Regions from separate parts of the Sus scrofa genome. Here regions 2, 3 and 4 are each linked to region 1. Evidence: chromatin contacts called from public Hi-C and HiChIP or PLAC-seq data. All regions are on one chromosome and are shown on one strand. Each heading gives the region's core, a stretch centred on a gene start, on an enhancer-like site or on the middle of the called end of the contact. The rest is flanking DNA. Distances are from core to core; before and after follow the strand shown.

Region 1 (2,700 bases), core at 142-2,641:
GTCCTCAAGTGCCTAAGTTCCTGGCAGGGCTGATTTTAGATGTCAATGCCTGGCACACAGTAGGCCCTCTAGGAATGAAGTATGAACAGTCAGATGTGGCTGGACCTACACAGCCAGGGCTCTGTGTTGGGGACAAGACTGTGGGAGTGAGGGGCTCCCCTGAACTTCCTTAGCACCTTCCTAAGCAGTGTCCTGATGGCTCAGTGGGTTAAGGAGCTGACATTGTCACTGCTGTGGCTGGGGTGGCTGCTGTGGGGTGGATTGGATCCTTGGCCCAGAAAGTAACATATGCCACGGGTGTGGGCAAAAACAAACAAAACCCCACCTTCCTAAGATAGGCCCCCTGGCTCCTATTTTAGCACTTGCAGGAAAACGTAAAAGTTGTTTGTCCCAAGTCCCAGAGACACTGCAAGCCCCTATGTAGCAGACATGCCCTTCTATTGAGCAACGTGGCCCCAGCACCTAGCTGCGCCTGTTACTTAGGCCCGAGATGAGGTTAGGAGATACTAGCCACTGCTGGCATTGAGGAATGCATCCTTGAGGGTGGGACAAAGTGGAAGATGTTATCTGCGCCTTCAAACAAAGGTTCAAGCTAGAGGTGACTTTTTTTTTTTTTTTTGGTCTTTTCTGGGGCCGACCCCAAGGCATGTGGCGCTTCCCAGGCTACAGGCAACGGCCTACACCACAGCTCACGACAACGCCGGATCCTTAACCCAGTGAGCGAGGCCAGGGATCGAACCTGCAACCTCATGGTTCCTAGTCAGTTTCGTTAGCCACTGAGCCACGACAGGAGCTCTTTTTTTTGTTTTTTGCTTTTGTTTGTTTGTGTTTTGAGTTGACTCTTGAAAGAACACAAGCGACCCCCGACCAAAGATTAAAAAATGTAAAGGAGATGTGCCTTCTCCCTTTCCCTGCCAACAAAACCAACAAAACCTCTCAACCGAAGTCTTCACCTTTCTAGGCCTCCGCTCGCTTCTCTCCCCGCACTTGACAGGCGCACTCTGGACGGCTACCCTGAGGAGACGGCCTTCGCTGTGACACCTCCTGGCCTCTCCTGACCAGGCAGCGACTTTGCGGAGGAGGTCTGTGGTGAGACCCGCTCTCGCGGAGAGGCCAAGACGCTCACAGGGGAAACCGGGGGAGCCACAAACAGGCAGAGGGGCTGTGCTCCTTTCGCGTCGGAGGCCTCCCAGCGGGCCTGGCCCCGCGCGCGGCTGGAGCACGCGCCGCCCGCCCGCCCCAATCCGGCCGCCGGAACGCCCAGGCCCCGCCCCCGCCGCAACGGTCCGGCACGCAGGCGCGGAGGCGCGCGCAGGGCGGAGCGCGCGAGGGCGGGGCGGGGCGGGCGCGGCCCCCTTAAATACGGCGGAGGGGGCGGTGCGAAGCTGCCGCTGCGCTGCTGCCCAGTCGGCGGTAGTCACTGCAACTGTCTCCTTGTGGCGCGTGCCTCGAGCTTGGCTCTTCCTCCCGCGGCAGCGGCGGCGGCGGCGGCAACAGCAGCGGGCGGGAGCGGAGGCGAGCGGGAGGCGGGCTCCATGGAGAGCGGTGGACGCCCGGACAGAGGCGGCGCTTCCTCTCCAGCACCCGGGCTCCAGTGACCGGCGCTCGCGCCCTGCCCCGCGTCGGAGCAGTCGCCGGCTCCGGGACTGACCCGGCCTCCCTGCGCCTTCCACGCGCTGCCGCCTCGCCTCCCTGCGCCCCGACTGGCCCTCGCCCCCCATTCCCCGGCGGGGTGGCGGCGGCCGGGCCCCCGCGGCGGCGGCCGGAGCAGAAGCGGCAGCAAGAGCCCGCCTCTATGATGAAGTTCAAGCCCAACCAGACGCGGACGTATGACCGCGAGGGCTTCAAGAAGCGGGCGGCGTGCCTCTGCTTCCGGAGCGAGCAGGAGGACGAGGTGAGGGAGGCCGACGCGCTCTGTGCCCACCGCGGGCGCGCTGGGGCGGGGCTGATGTAGGGTTCGGGCTGGCTGGGGTGGGAGGTCCTTGCCCTTGCCCTTCCCTTTCTCCATCCCCTTCCCCTCCTGACCCCCCGTCTCGCCCTAGGACTGGGAGAGATGGGCTCCCTCCCTCCTGCCTTCCTGCCTTTTCTCGGGCTAGATTGTGGAAACAAAGGGGTTTGCCAGCCCCATGCTCTCCTACTGGGTCTGGGTTAGGACGGGAGCCGGGGCAGGTCCTGGGCCCTCTAGGTCGCGCCTAGCGGGAGTCACCATCTTAACCTGCGAATTGAGCGTAAAGCCGGAGAAACCTCGAGCGCTAACCGAGGGAGTAGAAATGGCGTGTTTCAGCCCAAGCCCTTCTGCCTCTGTTACATTTTCCTCCCCATGTTAACTGCAGTTTGCGTTTTATGCTTAAATCTAGGCATGTCTGTGAAATATCCAAACAGGATCCGTGCTTTAAAATAAAAACCCATTAGGTCTAGTTCTGTCAATTCCACTTTTTAAGTGAATTCTTTAACTCACAAGCACTTAGCATTATTAATAGCTGATTTAAAAAAAAAAACAGCTTTTAAAGTTTTCTAACTGCAGAAAGATGGTTAGTGAAAAAGGTGGAATCATGCCAGAAGGAAGAAGATGGAGGTGGGCAAAGTTGCCATTTTCAAACAGTAATCTCTAGCTCTCTGCATATTTATCAGAGCTTTACTTTTCTGTGTTTGGCTTGAAATCAGGAGAGGAACAGTCTTCTGTAATTCACCCATCAGCGT
Region 2 (2,700 bases), core at 24-2,523, 320 kb before region 1:
AGGGATCGAACCCACAACCTCATGGTTCCTAGTCGGATTCGTTAACCACTGCGCCACGACGGGAACTCCTCATGACACTTCTTAACTACAGAAATTTAGAGAATGAATACTAAGCAAAGACCCTTGCTTTCTCATTAAACTGTTAAAACTGTATCATGTGCTCAACACAGTGCCTACTGAATAGAATGTGCTTTTGTTGTTTGTTTTTTTATATAGTGATTTTAATTTTTTTTCCATTATAGCTGGTTTACAGTGTTCTGTCAATTTTATATTGTACAGCATGGTGACCCAGTTACACATACATGTATAGATTCTTTTTTCTCACATTATCATGCTCCATCATAAGTGACTAGATATAGTTCCCAGTGCTACACAGTAAGATTTAGTTGTTAATAGGTAGTCTCATTATTTCCTTTAGAGGATCTGCATGTCCACAAATGTCAAAGGCATTTAAACATACATTAATAATATAAACTAAGAAGAATGTTTCCTTAAATCCATTCCCCCTTTCATCTATAACCACCATGATTAGAGAGTCAAAAAAAAAAAAAAAATCCCTCATTGTCCAGCCTACCTCTATTTCTTACTTCCCTTTCCCCTTATTTTATTTTATCTTCTTTCAAAAACATAATTCCCCTCTAAGGTGCCATATATTTACATATTTGTTTTGTCTGTTTTGTACCACTAGAATCTAAACTCCAGAGGCCAAGGACTTGGTTTGTCCATTGATGTATATGCAGCACCAAGAACAGGGCCTGGAATGTGATAGGTGTTCAATAAACATTTGCTGAATCAATGAAGAATGGAAGCCTCCTTCCACCGTCCTCACTCCAGGGCCCCAGTACCCAGGGGCCACTACTGTGACCCAAGGTGAGGGATCCTAGTGCACTACGGTCTGAAAGAGCCCCTGATGTGAGTGAGAATGGATACTGTACAACACTAAGAAGTGACAGTGCCGAGATTCTGAGAGGAACCAGGAGCATGTGGATAATCATCGTGGACTCAGACCCTCTCTGTCCCTAGACTAAGACCCATCCACTTTACTTCCGAAGGAACAGGGGGCTGTTCCATTGCAGAGCAAAGAAAGGAAGTTGGAATTCTGCCTCCTACAAAGGAGAAGATTTGTGTTTGAGTCACGAAGTGGAGGAAAGAACTGCCCCTGAGGGTGAGGCGAAGGTCAGGAACCTGTGTGCTGATCTCATCTCCGACACTAATTGGGTCTGAGACTTAGGAAAGCCACTTCAAACCTCGGGGCTCTTCAGCTTTATCTGTACGGGTGGGTGTGGCCAGATCAGCATTTCCTAAACCACGTCTCTTGGGACCCTTGACCCCTTCTGCTCTGAGTGTAGCCACGAGCTAGGTGTGGCTGTCAAGCACTTGGAAAGCAGCCAATTTAGAATGTAAAAACTAAGGTAGGATCTCATTAATAGTTTTACCTTGATTAATGTTGAAATCATAATACTTTTATAATTGAGGGAAATAAAATATTATTAAAATTAGGATATTACGGAAGGCTGTGATTGCTGTGGGGATAGGAGGCAGAGGGGAATTCTCAGTAGTTTCTGCTCAATTTTGCTGTGAACCTAAAACATCTTTAGGAGTTCCTTTCTTGGCTCAGCAGAAACGAATCGGACTCGTATTCATGAGGACACGGGTTCGGTCTCTGGCCTCGCTCAGTGGGTTAAGGATCTGGTGTTGCCATGAGCTGTGGTATAGGTTGGAGACAAGGCTCAGTTTCAGATGCGCTGTGGCTGTGGCATAGGCTGGCAGCGACAGCTCCTATTCAACCCCTAGCCTGATAACCTCCATATCCTGCAGGTGTGCCCCCACCAAAAAAAAAAAAAAAACAAACTCTAAAAAATGATAGATAAAAACTTTATATAAAAAATTAGGCAAAACCTATTTCCTTTTTTTTTTTTTTTTTGGCTCCTGTGACAAATGGAAATTCCCAGGCTAGGGGTTGAATTGGAGCTGTAGCTGCTGGCCTCTGCCAGAAACACACAGCAATGTCAGATCCAAACTGTGTCTGCAATCTACACAGCAGCTCACAATAACGCTGGATCCTTAACCTAATGAGTGGGGCCAGGGACTGAACCCCGGTCCTCATGGATACTAGTTGGGTTCATTACTGCTGAGCCACAACAGGAGCTCCCCTATTTCTTTAAAAACTAGCGACCAGAATATTTAAAATTGATATGTGTAACTCCAGATATGCAAGGTATTTCTAAATGACAGTGCTGCTCTACAATCTGAGAGAAGTCCCTCTGATCAAACACTGCATCTCACATCCCCTCCCGACCCCCTCCAACCCCTCTCTCAAGTCATAGTGCTCATCAGCCAAGTGAGCACACTGAGGCTGCTTATGGTATCCAGTGTCTAGAAACCTGTATAATTGGCATTTTCCTTTCTTTTTTTTTTTTTTTTGGATATAACATTTAAAAATTTTTATTATAGCTGACTTACATAATTGGCATTTTCTAAATGCATTGATCATAAACTCTCTTTTCCACTGAGCATCTCTTAATACCTCTCAGCTCTGAGGAAGACATTTTGGAAAGCAGTGGTCTGGTTTTTCTATAAAGTCTTTTTAGATTCTAATAATGTGTGATGAATGGATCTACGTACACGGAAGGAAGCCAGGAGCCAGTTTTTCAGATGTTGGTTCAGATAAGGAGAGTTTTAGGGAGAACTCCTGTTCAG
Region 3 (2,700 bases), core at 161-2,660, 360 kb before region 1:
GGGTACAGCTCTGATTAGACCCCTAGCCTGGGAACCTCCATATGCCACGGGTGCAGCCCTAAAAAGAGAGAAAGACAAAAAAAAAAAAAAAAAAAAAAAAGCGATACAACAAACCTGAAGAAGATATTCAATAAACAAATACTCAAACCACTGAGTTCAGAGACTTAGTAACTAAAGCGCTAGAGGAATAGTTTCATCAATGCCTTTCTCCATAATTTGCGACATTCATCAAGATTATACACCTGCCTCTTCATCTAAATATCTGCTCAAAGTCACCTCCTCCTGGTGGCTCCATGACTGTTTAAAACCCGACGCCTGGGAGTTCCCGTCGTGGCGCAGTGGTTAACGAATCCGACTAGGAACCATGAGGTTGCGAGGTTGCGGGTTCGGTCCCTGCCCTTGCTCAGTGGGTTAACGATCCGGCGTTGCCGTGAGCTGTGGTGTAGGTTGCAGACGCGGCTCGGATCCCGCGTTGCTGTGGCTCTGGCGTAGGCCGGTGGCTACAGCTCTGATTCGACCCCTAGCCTGGGAACCTCCATATGCCGCGGGAGCGGCCCAAGAAATAGCAACAACAGTAACAACAACATCAACAACAACAACAGACAAAAAGACAAAAGACAAAAAAAAAAAAAAACAAAAAAAAAACCCCCGACGCCTCCAGCACTCTCTAAGCCACGATTCTGTTTTGTTATTCTCAGAGTACTTATCACTCTCTTTAAAAAAAAAAAAAAGAAAAAAAAAACATCTCTTTTCAAAATCTAGACTTTAATCTCCTTTAGCTCCTCCTTAGAATGCAAGCTCCACAAGAGCAGGGGCCTCTATGGATTAGAACCTGTAATGGTGATTGACACCCAGCAGACGGTCAATAAATATGGCTGAATGCGTTTCTCAAAGTAAATGGAGGGGAGGAGAGAGAAAAAAAGCAGGGTTGAGAAAGAAACTATTTCTTTATTTAACCTAACATTCCTTCCCCTATTAAAGCTCCACTGCTCTAAAAAACGGGAGGCAACCAGCACATTAAGAGAAAAACAAAAGAAATGAATTCATGGCTTTTATGCTGCCTGGTAATTTCGACAGATGTGATATTTTTTTTTTGCCTTAGGCCCTAGCATTAGAAATTTAACAGCGATGTGGTTTCTCATACTTATAAAAAAATTGGCCTACAGAGGGTGCTAGTTCACTTCAAAAAACTAACAGACGCGCTTCCACTTGCCTTGGGGCCAGGAAGCCAGCGGGGAAGCAGTTTAGTAACAACACATGAGCTATTTAAATTTGACATATTTTGTTTCATAACCAATGTTTAAGAAAATGAAAGCAATCTGGGAAAATGCCAGAAGCATTCAAAGACCTCCCTTGGGGAAAAGAAGGGACATTATTTTTCAAAGGCGAAGAAGAGAAGCCAGGCTAAGAGAAGCGCCCAGAAGTAGCGAATATTGCGTATATTTTTTAAAAAGAAGCCTGAGGCTGGGAGTAGTTGCAAGTCTTTGAGGAGAGATTGGCAGCCCTCTGCCAAATTCCACCTGCACTTGATGCTGGGAAATGAGGACTTTAGAGCCTGGCATAAGATGCCCGTAGACCCAGGGGATGAGGGGGTTCTTCCTGCCGCTGTTTAACGGAGCTCACCATTCTGGAAACTGACCCTAGGTTTTGGGGTTCAGCGAAGACTAGAGGGAGGAAGAACCATTTGAGAGTTTTGAAATATGTACTTGTCACAGCAGAATGAATGGGAAACACAAGGGAGCCTGGTAAGTGGGAGAAGACCCCTTCGAGGTTTGGATCTGCCAAGAAATCTTCCGGGAAGGAAATGGAAAATAGCAAGCTAGTTCTCTGGGAAAACTTCTCAACCCTTTTTCTTTTTTTTTAAATAATTTATTTTTTTTCCCACTGTACAGCAAGGGGATCAAGTTATCCTTACATGTATACATATTTCCCCCACCCTTTGTTCTGTTGCAATATGAATATCAAGACATAGTTCTCAGTGCTACTCAGCAGGATCTCCTTGCAGATCTATTCTAGGTTGTGTCTGATAAGCCCAAGCTCCCGATCCCTCCCACTCCCTCCCCCTCCCATCAGGCAACCACAAGTCTCTTCTCCAAGTCCATGATTTTCTTTTCTGAGGAGATGTTCATTTGTGCTGGATATTAGATTCCAGTTATAAGTGATATCATATGGTATTTGTCTTTGTCTTCCTGGCTCATTTCACTCAGTTTCATCCATGTTGCTGCAAATGGCATTATGTCATTCTTTTTTATGGCTGAGTAGTATTCCATCAACCCTTTTTGAATGAACAACAGTTGAGGGAGGTTGATGGTCTGGGGTGAACCTCAAGGTAGAGAGTCATAATCCTAGTTCTCTAATCTTCAGGTACAAATTTTCAAGGAAATTTGGAATCAAAAATTCCTAAGAGCTGTGATACAACTTCTTATGTGTGGTGGTTTCAAGTGGTGTCTATCCTTGCCTTTGTCAGTTCATGGTGGATCCATCTCTTTACTGTAATGTTCAATGGCCAAACTTTAAACCGAATCAATAAAAAGCAAGGAATGAGTTTGCAAAAACAATCAGGCGCCTCCTGCAATTTAATCATAAAATCAATTAAATCAGGTTTCTTGGCACCGTGTAGGGAAAACATCTATGTTCCCAATGAACTACCTCATTGATAAAATGATTCATTTGAAGACATAGCTACCCTCTAAGATTTTA
Region 4 (2,700 bases), core at 131-2,630, 400 kb before region 1:
GGACACTCACTCCCTTTCTAAGCAGTGAATGACTCAACTCTCTTTGGTACATTCCTTGACTGAATACTACAAGTTCACTAATTCCTTTTGTCCTTTGAACTAGTTATCCTACTCCCTCAATAACCAACTAACGAATCTGGCACCAGCTTTTCAATCATTTACATTTTGCACCCTATCGGTCCCAAAAAGAAATATAGAAGTTGTCCAAAACAAAAACTTGAGTACAGTAAATCTTATAGAAAAGATCTCAATTGCTATTCCAGGAACTGACTCCTAAACACAACATCTACATATCGCCAATGCGCTCATCTTTATATATCAAGGTTTTTTTCCAGATTGTAAATAAAGATAGCACTGGCAGAAAATAAAGGAGTTAAGTGCATACCCGGGGCTAGAGCTTACGGGGGATTTAGTCTCCGACGGCTCCAAAAAGCTACTGGGCTGGGAGGGGGAAACGCATTTTTAACTGGGGAGGGGAAAAGTTTGCAACAGTGAGTAATATCTTCCTTCGAGGCTGACTCTGCCAGGGACGTGTCGGTACCGCGACTGGGCCGAGGCTAGGCCAGCTTTCACCACGTTACCACGCAGGGCTGCCCAGAGCAGACCGCGACGCCGAGCGTGGCAGCTGCGGGTCGCGTAAAGTTGGGGGGCCCGCTGGGCAGGGCGGCCGGGGGACCCGCCGAACTCGCCTCCCGCGGGCTCCCACGGGGCGTCCTCCAGCCCGGCGGGCGGCCGGCCGGCCCCGGCGGCACCAACTCTCCGTGTTCACTGCCATTCCAGGATCTGGAAGGAACGCGCCGGCACCACACCCTCCCGCCCCGCCGCCCGCTCGCACTGACAGCCCGTGCGGGAGCGGGGCCCGGGCCTGGGCGCGCGGGGCCGCGGCAGACCGGGCGCCCGGCCCCGGCCTGCCGCCGCGCCCGCCCTCCCTGCCCCCACGCCCGCCCCGGGAGCAGAGGACCGAGGCCTAATCAGCGCCCGGGCTGCGGGGCCTAAAGCAGGGAGGCGCCCGCACTGAGGAGGGACGCCAGCGCCGCCGCCTCGGCTCCTCAGCGCGGCGGCGGCTTCCGCGGCCTCGGACTCGGGCTCCCGCTCACGTGCTCCTGGAAAGACGGTTTCACTCTCTTACCCTCTGCAAAATCCTCCTTAACATGGTTTAAACACCCCCCGGCGCTGCCGCGGTGACTCTCCGGACCCTCCTCGGGGTCACTCACTACTCGGGGGTGCGCGGGCGGTAGGGACTGAGCCAGAAGGGAACCTGGGAGGAGGTCGGGGCGAGGCGGTGGCGGCAGCCGCTAGGGCGGCCCCGACTTCCCCACAGGCGGTGAGAGGGAGCGCGCGCGAGCCGGGGACGAGATAGCCAGCGAGCGCCCGCCCGCCGGGCCGCCCCCGTAACTGACAGCTGGGCGGACCCGCCCGCGCCGCCCCGCCCTCTCGGCCTGTCCATCCGCGGGAGGCGGGGCTGGAAGGGGCCTGGCCTGGGCCGGCGACCAATCGGAAAGGGCGGCGGCGTGGGCCATTGCGTGACGGACAGGAGGCAGGACGCTGGCACTGCCGCTCCTTCCGGCCGCTGAGCGCACACCCGCGCTCCGTCAGAGGCGCTCGCGCGTAGACCCGGCACCCGCGGAGGGGACTTGGGGACCTGGGGACTTGGGGACCTTGGGGCTTGGGGGGTGGTCCTTGGCCGCGAAGGAAGGCGGGCTCTCGAGGCAGGTACCTGCTATGGCACCTCAGACTGCTCTGTAAAATCTGTCGGTGTGACCCTGGCCTTGACCGTTGCTCAACTGGACTCCCATTTCTGCAGGAAGCTTAGTCTCAGAGTGCAAGCAAAGGAGAGACTCAGACACGATTAACCGGTCTGTTGGGCTTCCCTCCTCTGGTCCAACCCCTGGCTCCTTTCCCTCCTCCCTTCCTGCTTCTCATTTCAGCCAAAGGAAAAGTAAAGAATCGGAAGAAAGTATAGAAAGAAACTGCAATTTGAATTGATAGGGAAAAAAAAAAGTTTGGCGTTGTCCTTTGGACTATAGCAACAATATTTAATGGACTGATGACGCTAACATGTTGCACCCACTAAAGCCCATGCTTGGCTCATTCTCCTAAGGAATTTTAAATCCTCTTCTGATAACGAATGTATGAAGTGAATCGACATTAATGCGTCTGTTTCATAGATTAAGAAAAAAATAATGACGTTTTCCCTTCGTGGCTCCGCAAAAACCAATCTGACTAGCATCCATGAGCATGCAGGTTCCATCCCTGGCCTCGCTCAGTGGGCTAAGGATCTGGTGTAGCCCTAAGCTGTGGTGTAGGTCGCAGATGCAGCTGGGATCGTCGGACTGCAGCTCTGATTCGACCCCTAGCCTGGGAACCTCCATATGCTGCAGGTTTGGCCCTACAAAAAAAACAAAATGAGGTCACAGATAAACAGTGTGCCAAAACAAGGATGTGGACTGGGAAATGGACTTAGAACTGACTTCCAGGCACCATGTCATTATTTGAAGTCAAAAGTCACAGCTGCCCAAAACAAAAAAAAAAAAAGTCACAGCTGCAGAATCATATCATTTTGCCAAGTTGCTCTCAGCTTTCACAAGTTGAGAGATTTGGCTTTTACCCTGGAGGGGGGAGCAGGGGAGAAGACTTTAACATTGTTTACATAGGGAAGAAGAAGGGGAGAAAAATGCAACTAACCCTGCTTGAATTGGG

Evidence for each region. A called contact is a pair of places that touch in the nucleus more often than the background predicts. HiChIP or PLAC-seq counts read pairs in DNA pulled down with a chosen protein or histone mark.
Region 2: an H3K27ac HiChIP or PLAC-seq map of skeletal muscle shows a contact between it and region 1, with 14 times the contacts expected there. The contact joins the enhancer-like site here to the promoter of NUDT4 in region 1. A contact is called at or near these places in 1 of 5 promoter capture datasets (fetal skeletal muscle), 21 of 47 Hi-C or Micro-C datasets (alveolar macrophages, brain, embryonic fibroblasts and 12 more) and 2 of 2 datasets of contacts at active chromatin or transcription factors (alveolar macrophages and skeletal muscle).
Region 3: a contact with region 1 is called in a Hi-C map of psoas muscle, with 2.7 times the contacts expected there. The contact joins the enhancer-like site here to the promoter of NUDT4 in region 1. A contact is called at or near these places in 3 of 5 promoter capture datasets (fetal liver, fetal skeletal muscle and liver), 12 of 47 Hi-C or Micro-C datasets (embryonic fibroblasts, epiblast stem cells, fetal heart ventricle and 6 more) and 2 of 2 datasets of contacts at active chromatin or transcription factors (alveolar macrophages and skeletal muscle).
Region 4: an H3K27ac HiChIP or PLAC-seq map of alveolar macrophages shows a contact between it and region 1. The contact joins the promoter of EEA1 here to the promoter of NUDT4 in region 1. A contact is called at or near these places in 2 of 5 promoter capture datasets (fetal skeletal muscle and liver), 5 of 47 Hi-C or Micro-C datasets (alveolar macrophages, embryonic fibroblasts, epiblast stem cells and 2 more) and 2 of 2 datasets of contacts at active chromatin or transcription factors (alveolar macrophages and skeletal muscle).

What each region holds. Positions count from the first base shown.
Region 1 is chr5:89,726,951-89,729,650 of Sscrofa11.1, reverse strand. It overlaps NUDT4 (diphosphoinositol polyphosphate phosphohydrolase 2), which reads left to right and starts at 1,391. Exons shown (of 5, transcript XM_003126721.5): 1 at 1,391-1,894. The coding sequence starts at 1,796.
Region 2 is chr5:90,049,569-90,052,268 of Sscrofa11.1, reverse strand. No RefSeq gene overlaps it. Among named protein-coding and RNA genes, the nearest start is that of EEA1, 81 kb to the left of the region's middle. Within about 2 kb of position 1,273, at least 18 of the 83 cell types and tissues checked have an H3K27ac peak or open chromatin away from gene starts, as enhancers often do. A contact at or near this core is called in fetal liver, omental adipose tissue and skeletal muscle, where this site is marked.
Region 3 is chr5:90,084,606-90,087,305 of Sscrofa11.1, reverse strand. The region is part of intron 1 of LOC102158255 (a long non-coding RNA gene); the gene reads right to left. Among named protein-coding and RNA genes, the nearest start is that of EEA1, 46 kb to the left of the region's middle. Within about 2 kb of position 1,410, at least 8 of the 83 cell types and tissues checked have an H3K27ac peak or open chromatin away from gene starts, as enhancers often do. A contact at or near this core is called in omental adipose tissue and skeletal muscle, where this site is marked.
Region 4 is chr5:90,130,387-90,133,086 of Sscrofa11.1, reverse strand. It overlaps EEA1 (early endosome antigen 1), which reads right to left and starts at 1,380. Exons shown (of 33, transcript XM_021091260.1): 1 at 1,130-1,380. The coding sequence starts at 1,153.